Regions from separate parts of the Mus musculus genome. Here regions 1 and 3 are each linked to region 2. A link is a contact called in public HiChIP or PLAC-seq data. All regions are on one chromosome and are shown on one strand. The core of a region is the stretch at or near the end of the contact, and the rest is flanking DNA. Distances in the headings are between cores, read along the strand shown. Region 1 overlaps Slc28a1 (solute carrier family 28 (sodium-coupled nucleoside transporter), member 1). Region 2 overlaps Zfp592 (zinc finger protein 592). Region 3 has its middle 14 kb from the start of Zscan2.

Region 1 (2,976 bases), core at 345-2,844, 130 kb after region 2:
TCTTTTTCTTAAAAAAGCAGCAGTTTAAGAGGATCAGCAGTCTTTTCCAATTCCCAATCATCTTGGGGTTGCTCAGGAGCTCGCTTCACGTGGGAGGCGTGGATCCATGCAGAGATGCCTTCTACTTTATCAGCGGTGGGGGTGGTTAGCAGCACGATGTAGGGACCCTTGCAATGAGGCTCTAGATTTCCAGCGCGTTGTTGTCGGACAAGAACTGCGTCTCCCCCAAGGGAGACCCTCACTCAAGGCTCGGGACAACTGCGGACTCCCAAGAACTCAGGAGAGACCAAGCTTGATGCAAATCACATGAGGCTTTATTCAGGAAAGCCAGAGCTCTGGGGACAACTCGTATCCCACGCAGGGATAGAGAAGTCAACCGGAAGGGAAATGGGACCCTCCTTTTATGGGCCCTCAAGGGGGAAAAGGAGAAGGGGAAGGGAGGGGACTTCCAGATCACATGCCCCTGAGCAACCAATCAGGTAAGTTTCGATTTCCTGATCTGAGATTTACAAGGAATGGGTACGGGAGGGGTACAAGGAAGGAATCATGTGCAGGCGCAGCTGTGAGCAAAATGGCGCAGGGGTGATGCAACTCTATTGGCTAACGGCTGGTATATGGGGCAACTCAGGATTGGCTCAATCTAAAGTTTTGGGGGAAATTTTCCAAATTCAGCCCAGCAACCAAACCGCAAACGTCTGGCAGTGGGCTATAGCGGTTGGCAAGCATAGCGGATTTAAGGAATGGTCCGAGCACTCTGTACAAACATTTCCTGAAACAATGGAGCAAGTTAAACTTTTACTTTGTGCCAATAGTGATGTCCATTTAGGACACAAGTCGGGGGCTTACATGAGTTTCTACTTTATGTCAGGATCTTTCAGGTCAAGCTTACTCCTGTCTCAGGGCCTCTGGTCTTTCTGGGCGGCTGAGCCATCATCAGTCTGTGTAGTTGACTCCTTCCGGTCTCAGTTAACATTAACCCAGTGCCACACCCTCAAAGAGACCGGTGCTGATATTCCCTGACCATGAGGCTTGTTTTTCTCACCTATCTTCATAGATTCTATCACCCTCTAAAATCACAGCGTATCTATACCTCCACACACACTTCCTGCTCCCAGGAAGGCGTTCTTGTGGCTTCCAGGTATTGGTTGCTTTTCTTTTCTCTGTGATAAAGCACCCTACAGAAACAACTTAAGGAAGGAAGGAGATGCCTGTGGACCCACAGTGTAGAGGTACAGGCTATCATGGCAGAGAGGGCCTGGCGGTGTGTGTGAGGCAGCTGGTCACAATGTAGGAAGGGGTGTGCGGAAAATATGGGTGCTCAGCTTACTTGTCTGTGGGTGTAGGACTGAGGATGGGAGGGGGATGAGCGGCGACAGAGTTATGTGACCGAACCCAGCTCAGGCAGTTAGACTCTGGAGACCAGCATCAGGGCACAGATCCGAGATTATTACCCAGCACATAGGCTTAGATACAATGTTTGAGCCAATCCCAAGCCCCTAAATCCTTGGCCAATCATCTCTCACCACACTGTCACTGGGCTCCAATGAAAGTCCCGTCTGATGAGGTTACTCAGAAGAAGTGGGAGGAGTTAGGGGAAGCAGCCAACCCCTGGCCGCGGTTCCTTTTTGTTGGTTCACCGGTGTTCTACGAGCCATCTTATGTCTAATGCTGACTACAGCAGATCAGGACTTTCTGAGGAGTCTCAGGAGCCTGAGGCACCTCGCTCTCTATCCCACTTTTTCCCTCACAAGGTTGATTTCCACATCCCCTATAACGTTCTACTTTATGTTCATTCTGGAGCCCCAGCCTACGAGATAGTGTATCCACATTCAGGGTGGGTGGGTCGTCCTTCCTCAGTTACACCTCTCTGACCACACCCTTACAGATGCACTATGGAGCGTATTTCCACCATGATTCTAAGCCCAGTCACGTTGAACATGAAGATTAACCATCATACGCCCATCTCCCCGTCCTGCAAAGCAGTACCAAGAATGCTAGGGCTCCATAGCTGGATTAGATAAAGAGTAGCCCAGACTTCTACACAAGCCCCAAAGCAAATGCCCAGTGAAGGCTCAGCCCCTTTGTGCAGATCGGGCTTGCATCCCTTCCCAGGCCTCTGTTTGCTTCCCTGGAAAATAAGAGTCCTTTCTGTCTTAGGTTGTAAGCACAGAGGGGGAGGTGCCTGGGTGTGAGGAGCACGGTAAGTGTCAACACACACGGGTAGGGTAGGGTGGTGGTATGCAGGTCCTATCACAGAGGAGGGAGGACAATGGGGCCCAGAGAGGCTCAGCTGACTAGAAACCCACCCTCTGTCTCCTCTGAGATTCTTCATCAAGAACCATGACCTGTCTCAAAACAAAACAAAACAAAACAAAACAAAACAAACAAACAAAAAACCTGTGACCATCACCCAGCCGCCACCGCGGCAGCTCACTGCTTGCCTTCTGACTCTTTGTAGACTGAAGCTCCACTGCTGATCCGGCCCTATCTGGCAGATATGACACTCTCTGAAGTTCACGTTGTCATGACTGGAGGCTATGCTACTATTGCTGGCAGCCTCCTGGGCGCCTACATCTCCTTTGGGGTAGGTAGAACTTTTCTCTGCTGGGCTATGCCAAAGCCCTGAAACTGCCTTTCTGGAAGCCCCACAAGCTCCTAATCACAGCAGTCATGGGATGTCCCCTCTCTGTCTCAAAGCCCAGCTTTGCCTGAGCAAGGCAGGCTTGCTGGGCTAAACTACTTGGTTAGACCTTTTTTTTTTTTTTTTTTTTTTTTAATGGTTTTAGAGTTTTATTGTAGAAAGGCGGGGGGGGGGGGGAGAAGGTAGAAGGAGAGAGAGGCTGGCCATGGCCACTTGAAGAGAGGGGGAAGGGAGAGAGAAAAGGAGGGCTAAGAAATGTCAGAGCTTAAAGAGAGCTGGCTACACTTTTCAAATGGCCCCTGGGTCAGATTCCCAGAATTCCATTTACTAAGCTC
Region 2 (3,043 bases), core at 87-2,586:
TCAGTACAGCCATGGTTGCTAACCAAGCTTTCAAAATGCCAATCCTTGGGAGATATTTAAGATCCAAAGCATAGCAGATAATCCCATGGGTTGAGATCCATCATTTTAGGGAACTTATGAAAGCATTAAACTTGATACTAGAATTGGTCAGTGAGTTAACATCTTTTTATTTTTTTTGTAGTTATCTAGAAATGACAGTCACATCCATGTGCACAAATGGACATGTATGTATCCATATGGTGTATATTCACTCAGATCCTATGGTGTTCAGTTGCTATGTTTTAATGTAGGATTTTGCTAAAGGCAAGAAATTCTACCTTCTAATTTTGCTATAGTCGTATAAAATTATATATTATTTTTATCTTTTAAAGAATTCTAATTGGTCAGTTACACTTGGTGAGAATCCATTCAAAATTAAGATGTTTTTTATTCCTTACTAAAGTATTTGGTAAAAGTTCCTAGAAAAACTAGTAGATCCTAGAGGAAGTTGTAATTGTAGTTTTTGCTTATGTATTGTTAAATTGCTCTTCTAACAGGTCACATAAATTATTACTTATATATGATTTTTACCAAAACTCTGTAACACTTGGGAGTATTACTTTATTTATTTATTTATTTATTTATTTATTTATTGAGACATGGTTTCTCTGTGTAGTCTTGGCTGTCCCAGAACTCACTCTGTAGATAGACCATGCTGGGTTTGACTTAAGATCTGTCTCTGCTTCTAGAATTCTGGGATTAAAGTGCGACACCACTGCCCTGCTAAGAAAGAGAACTGTGAAGCAAGCTCTCCTGTAGCGCTCAGGCTGACCTCAGACATAACTGCAACTGGCCTTGACCTCCTGACCCTCCAGCTTCCACCCACCCACCACACCTATCTTTGTTTTGTTTTTTCTGAGACAGGGTTTCTCTGTGTGGCCCTGGCTGTCCTGGAACTCACTTTGTAGACCAGGCTGGCCTCGAACTCAGAAATCTACCTGCCTCTGCCTCCAGGTGCTGGGATTAAAGGCATGCGCCACCATGCCCGCAGTTTTGTTATTTTTTGAGATGAAGTCTTGCTATAGCTCAGGCTAGCCTTCTCTTAATCTCCTACCTCAGCCTTCCCGAGAGGTGAGACTGTAGGTACACACTAGCACTCCTGTACTAGCTAACTGACTTCTAGCAAATATATTTTATGTCTGATCATTTTCTGCAAACCCATGACGAATTCCTGTGGGAGAACTGAAGCGGAAACTTAAGGGTTTTTTAGAAAGTCATTTGTGTTGGATGGTGTTTGCTGGGGCAAACATGTGAAGAAATGTTTAGTTAGAATGGACTCAGATGAAAGGCTAAGACACTTGTGAAAGAATGTTTCACTAACACAGACAGGTAAAATGATGTTTTACTAAAACAAGCATGCAGAAGGACATATGATGAAAGATTCTTTGCTATCAACAGGCACATATTGTTCTACCTTACATTACATAGTTGAACTATGTTTGTAAAAACATACCAAAAAACCTTTGGTGGTGTGCTACAGTTTCTTACTACTTCCTTGGACTCGGGTTGATTGGCAGAGTGAAGTCAGCCGAAACAAGTCACATGCTGAGACAAGGGGGAATATGAAAAGGACAAACATGGGGGGCGGATCCTGGCTTACTTAGGTAGCGGACGCTTGTCGCTCTCACGTCTTCACTGATCTGTGCTCCCTCAGTGAAGGGAGGCAGAGCAGAGAACTTTCCTGGCGTTCTTATTGGCGCTGGTCCCTCCTGCTGACTCTAGCCGAGGCTGAGGCCTGGCTATTCCTGCTAGGTCTTGCCACCGTTGGTGCTAACCCCACTCTACCAAACTGGACTGCTAATATTTCAGTTAAGTGTTTACGAGTGGATCGAGCTGCTGCTGCTAACCTGTGAACTAAACTGCCAATTTTCAGACAACACAGACTGGAGTTGTTTCAAAGAACCATTTCTAAACAGGTCTACCTTTCCTGTATCCTTTCTTTTCCACTACCTTTAGTGGGTGGTGGACTAAAAGTTAGTGTTTCAAAACCATCATTAAAAATAGTCATTAAAGTCGGGCGTGGTGGCACACACCTTTAATCCCAGCACTTGGGAGGCAGAAGCAGGTGGATTTCTGAGTTCAAGGTCAGCCTGGTCTACAGAGTGAGTTCCAGGACAGCCAGGGCTACACAGAGAAACCCTGTCTTGAAAAACAAAACAAAACAAAACAACCAATAAATAAATAAATAAATAAATAAATAAATAAATAAATAAAACCACAAAAAATTGCCATTAAAAAATTAAAGTTATAGAGAATATTACTTACTCTGATGTAATAACTCTTCATCAAACCCTTGTCCTTTTCTGAAGGACACTGGGCTCCAGCAAATGGTTTACTCCCGACCATTGTGTGCTTTTCCCCAGCACTGCAGGACCAATCGGTCCCACCTTTCTTCAGCTTTCTCCCCTTAGGCATTGAAAGGCAGGAAGAAATGGAGGGAGGAAGCGTCTGAAGCAAAGGTCCCAAAGCATTTCTTCGTAGTTATGCTGCCCTGCACATCAGTTCGCTTGGCAGTCGGATGCTGGGATCTGCCTGTTGTTTAAGGACTCCAGCACCTAGTCCAGGAGACAAATATCTGTTCAATTGAAAACTTTAATCTCATTCCAGTGAGGCAGTCTGCTGACCCTGATTAAATAATTGCTATTTTATTTATCCATAACTGGATATCTTCCCAAGGGTAGGGAATATACTTTCTTCATTTCCATGAGAACTCCTAGGCAGGGAGATATGCTTTGTGGAGGTTTGGAGTGTGGGTGGTTGTGATGTGAAAAAGCAAACCTGCAAACCTGTTGATATCAGGGCCTGGTAACAGATCATGCTGCCTGCCTCCCTTGTGGTTCTAGTCCCTCTCTTCTTTTTCTCTTCTTTTTAAATTTTATAGAAGGAACTTATTAGTGCAGCAGATGTTCACTAACTAAAATAACTTGTTAGTAATTTCATTACCCTAAACAGTTTTCTTTTCAATGATAGCTTCAACAAATACTTAATGTTATAATATATTGTT
Region 3 (3,100 bases), core at 415-2,914, 170 kb before region 2:
TCTTTTCTTTCCCACTACCTCTGGTGGTGGGCGACAAGGGAGGTTAAAGCATTTAAGAACCATCATTAAAAATAGGATTTGAGCCGGGCGGTGGTGGCGCACTCCTTTAATCCCAGCACTCGGGAGGCAGAGGCAGGTGGATTTCTGAGTTCGAGGCCAGCCTGGTCTACAGAGTGAGTTCCAGGATAGCCAGGGCTATAAAGAAAACCAAAAAAAAAAAAAAAAAAAAAAAAAAAAAAAAAAAAAAGGATTTGAAAAAAATTAAAGCTACACATTCCTATTCAAACCAGCACACTGGTGTCATTCACCTGAGGCCACTTTCCGAGGCTGTCCCAGCATTCTGCACAAAGGGTCACAGCTAGGCCTTAGCTAGGCCTTAGCTGAGAACCTCTACTCTAGCTAGGCCACTCTGCAGCTCCCTCCCTCTGCTTTCTTCTCTCTCCCCACCCCCCTCAGTATATTGCCCTCAAACTCTTGGGTGGCCTTTAGGTAGGTGGAACTAGAGACATGTGCTCCTGACTTACTCTGCCCTTTCTCTGATGGTTCTGGACCCTGACTGCCGGGTGCCTGTCTTGCCCTCTCCCATGGCGACTTCGGTGTACTTGTTTGTGATGTTTCTGCCACCCATGGGCCCTTCACTTCCTCAACTCTATGATTTATGCCTCCACAGGACAATCACATCAGAAAACGCTTCCATCTCAGTCCCGCTCCATCCTTACTCCGGCTCTGTGTCCTCCCGGGGCCCAGGAGGGAGCACTGCTTGTCCCCACCACTTCTGTGTTCTTTCTACTCCTCCCCAGCAGTCTGGACTCCGAGGTTTGTTCCTCATCCTGGTTCCTCCTTAGTAGGCGGGGTCTCCCCAAATCACTGTCTAATCCGCGGGTTTCTTTCTCCAAGCAGGGAATTCCCCACATCTCCTCCTTCAGCTTCCAGGCTGTTCGATGTGCTCTGTCTGCTCAGACAAAAAGGTGTGACCGGCTCCACCTCGTTCCAGGCCTGTCCCTTTCCTCCCAGCTGGCTGGCCCGGGGAGTGAGGAGGAGACTGAGGAACTTGCAATGGTTGTAAGCAGGGATCCGAGCCTCGGGCTACTCTGCAGATTCATTTCTTGCCTCTTCCTCTCTGAGATCTGCCTGAAGTCCTGATGTGTGCTTAAGAGCTTCCGCGGCACTGCACAATTTCCTCCGCAAACATTTCAATCTTTAATTTGGAACTTAGCGCCCGAGCACAGGACTTACTCTGGCTTCACACTGGCTCCTCCAAAGGAAGCTAAGGGCGAAGGGAGGGTGGTCATCATAGAAGCAGACAGTCTGTGCATTGTTTACCTGGAAACTTACAAGTGAGTGTAGAAATAATTTTTAAATTCCAAGTTTTCCTTTCCCAGTCTCGGCTCTCAGAGTGATGACTCTGAGACGACTTAGTTATTATTAAATGCCTAGGCCATAAGCTTTGGCTCACTCTCTGACTAGTTCTTACCTTATTTAACCATTTAATCTATTCTATGTCTATCACTTGGTTAGTGATTCGGTACTCACTGGCTCCTTCCTTCTTGTCTCCTCAGAGTCTCTCAGAGTTCCTCCACCTGCTGGTTTACCCCTGTCTCCTCAGTCTGTTTCCCATCTCCTCTTATTCCCCCATGGCTCTCTTTTCTCTTACTATTTCCCAGAATCCTCTGCCTTCCTGCCAATGTCCCGCCTCTTATTTCCTGCCTCAGATCATTGGCCATTGGCTTTTTATTGGCAGGTGGTGCTTTTAAGCGATTCTCTCTACAAACGTTCCCGACTCTCTCTCTTTTTTGTGTATCCAGATACACTTGCCTATGCACTCACTCACAGATGAGGCCAAGGTCAGAGGTCACTGTCAGATGTCATCCTCTACTGCTCCCCACCCTACTTTTAGAGACAGGGTCTCTCCCAGAACCTGGACCTCACCAACTGGCTAGACTGGGCAGCAGACCCCAGGGCTCTTTCTGTCCCGCCTCAATGTTGGGGAGGCAGGCATAGACCATATCTAGTTTTTACATGGGTGCTGGGTCTCAACTCAGGTCCTCCTGCTTGATAGCAAGAATTTGTACTGACTAAGCTGTCTGCTCGTGATTCTAGCTGTTCACTTTATTCTATCAGGGGACAGGGTCTCACAAGGCACCCAAAGCTGGCCTGAAACACCAACTTCTCCCGTCTTAGCAGCAGCAGCAGCTGCTGCTGCTGCTGCTTCTTCTTCTTCTTCTTCTTCTTCTTCTTCTTCTTCTTCTTCTTCTTCTTCTTCTTCTTCTTCTTCTCCTTCTCCTCCTTCTCCTCCTCCTCCTCCTCCTCCTCCTCCTCCTCCTTCTTTTTTTGCTTTTTCGAGACAGGGTTTCTCTGTGCAGTCCTGGCTGTCCTGGAACTCACTCTGTAGACCAGGCTGGCCTCCAACTCAGAAATCTGCCTGGATCTGCCTCCCAAGTGCTGGGATTACAGGCGTGTGCCACCACTGCCCTGCTTCATCTCAGCTTCTGATGGTGTTTATGCTCAGGATGAAAATGAATTCCAAGTAGACGAGAGATGTGCTTATGAATACAGAGCAAACACAGTGCAATGCTAAGGCTCATAACTCCAAAGCACAGTGCTGGTTTTTGCTTTATACTGAGCACTTGAGTTTGGTTACCAATACCTACTTAAAACCTGGGTGCAGATAGGCAATAGTGGTGCACAACTTTAATCCCAGCTCTTGAGAGGTAGAGACAGGCAGATCTCTGAGTTCAAAGCCAGCCTAGTCTATAGAGCAGAGTGAGCGAGTTGCAGGTCAAGGCTACACAGAGAAACCTGTCTCAGAAAACAAACAAAACAAAATAAATATCTGGGTGCAGCAGACATTTGATTCCAGTGCTGAGGAGGTAGACAGAGGAGGTACTTGGGACTTGCTTGCTGGCAAGCCTTTAGCCAAATTGGCAAGCTCCAGGTTTAGTAAGAGACTCAGATCAAAAATTTTAAAACGAAAAGCAATTGAGAAAGGCATCTGACTTCTATCTCTGGCCTACACACACACACACACACACACACACACACACACTCAGGCTAAGTTATTTCTCTGCTGGTGAAATGAGCCAATTCAATCCAGATTAGA

What was found. HiChIP or PLAC-seq counts read pairs in DNA pulled down with a chosen protein or histone mark.
Region 1: an H3K27ac HiChIP or PLAC-seq map of embryonic stem cells shows a contact between it and region 2, with 13 read pairs. The contact joins two enhancer-like sites. A contact is called at or near these places in 1 of 15 datasets of contacts at CTCF or cohesin (CD8 T cells), 6 of 484 Hi-C or Micro-C datasets (CD4 T cells, bone marrow-derived macrophages, cerebellum and 2 more), 10 of 115 datasets of contacts at active chromatin or transcription factors (embryonic stem cells, epiblast stem cells, large pre-B cells and 1 more) and 4 of 9 other capture datasets (adipose tissue, embryonic stem cells, liver and 1 more).
Region 3: a contact with region 2 is called in an H3K27ac HiChIP or PLAC-seq map of embryonic stem cells, with 9 read pairs. The contact joins two enhancer-like sites. A contact is called at or near these places in 1 of 15 datasets of contacts at CTCF or cohesin (the NIH/3T3 cell line), 4 of 484 Hi-C or Micro-C datasets (LSK cells, bone marrow-derived dendritic cells, cerebellum and 1 more), 2 of 115 datasets of contacts at active chromatin or transcription factors (bone marrow-derived macrophages and embryonic stem cells) and 3 of 9 other capture datasets (adipose tissue, liver and pancreatic islet).

The regions. Positions count from the first base shown.
Region 1 is chr7:81,150,942-81,153,917 of GRCm38.p6, forward strand. It overlaps Slc28a1 (solute carrier family 28 (sodium-coupled nucleoside transporter), member 1), which reads left to right. Exons shown (of 18, transcript NM_001004184.3): 11 at 2,459-2,584. Among named protein-coding and RNA genes, the nearest start is that of Slc28a1, 38 kb to the left of the region's middle. Within about 2 kb of position 1,595, at least 17 of the 459 cell types and tissues checked have an H3K27ac peak or open chromatin away from gene starts, as enhancers often do. A contact at or near this core is called in embryonic stem cells, where this site is marked.
Region 2 is chr7:81,018,870-81,021,912 of GRCm38.p6, forward strand. The region is part of intron 2 of Zfp592 (zinc finger protein 592); the gene reads left to right. Among named protein-coding and RNA genes, the nearest start is that of Zfp592, 27 kb to the left of the region's middle. Within about 2 kb of position 1,337, at least 7 of the 459 cell types and tissues checked have an H3K27ac peak or open chromatin away from gene starts, as enhancers often do. A contact at or near this core is called in embryonic stem cells, where this site is marked.
Region 3 is chr7:80,845,252-80,848,351 of GRCm38.p6, forward strand. No RefSeq gene overlaps it. Among named protein-coding and RNA genes, the nearest start is that of Zscan2, 14 kb to the right of the region's middle. Within about 2 kb of position 1,665, at least 50 of the 459 cell types and tissues checked have an H3K27ac peak or open chromatin away from gene starts, as enhancers often do. A contact at or near this core is called in embryonic stem cells, where this site is marked.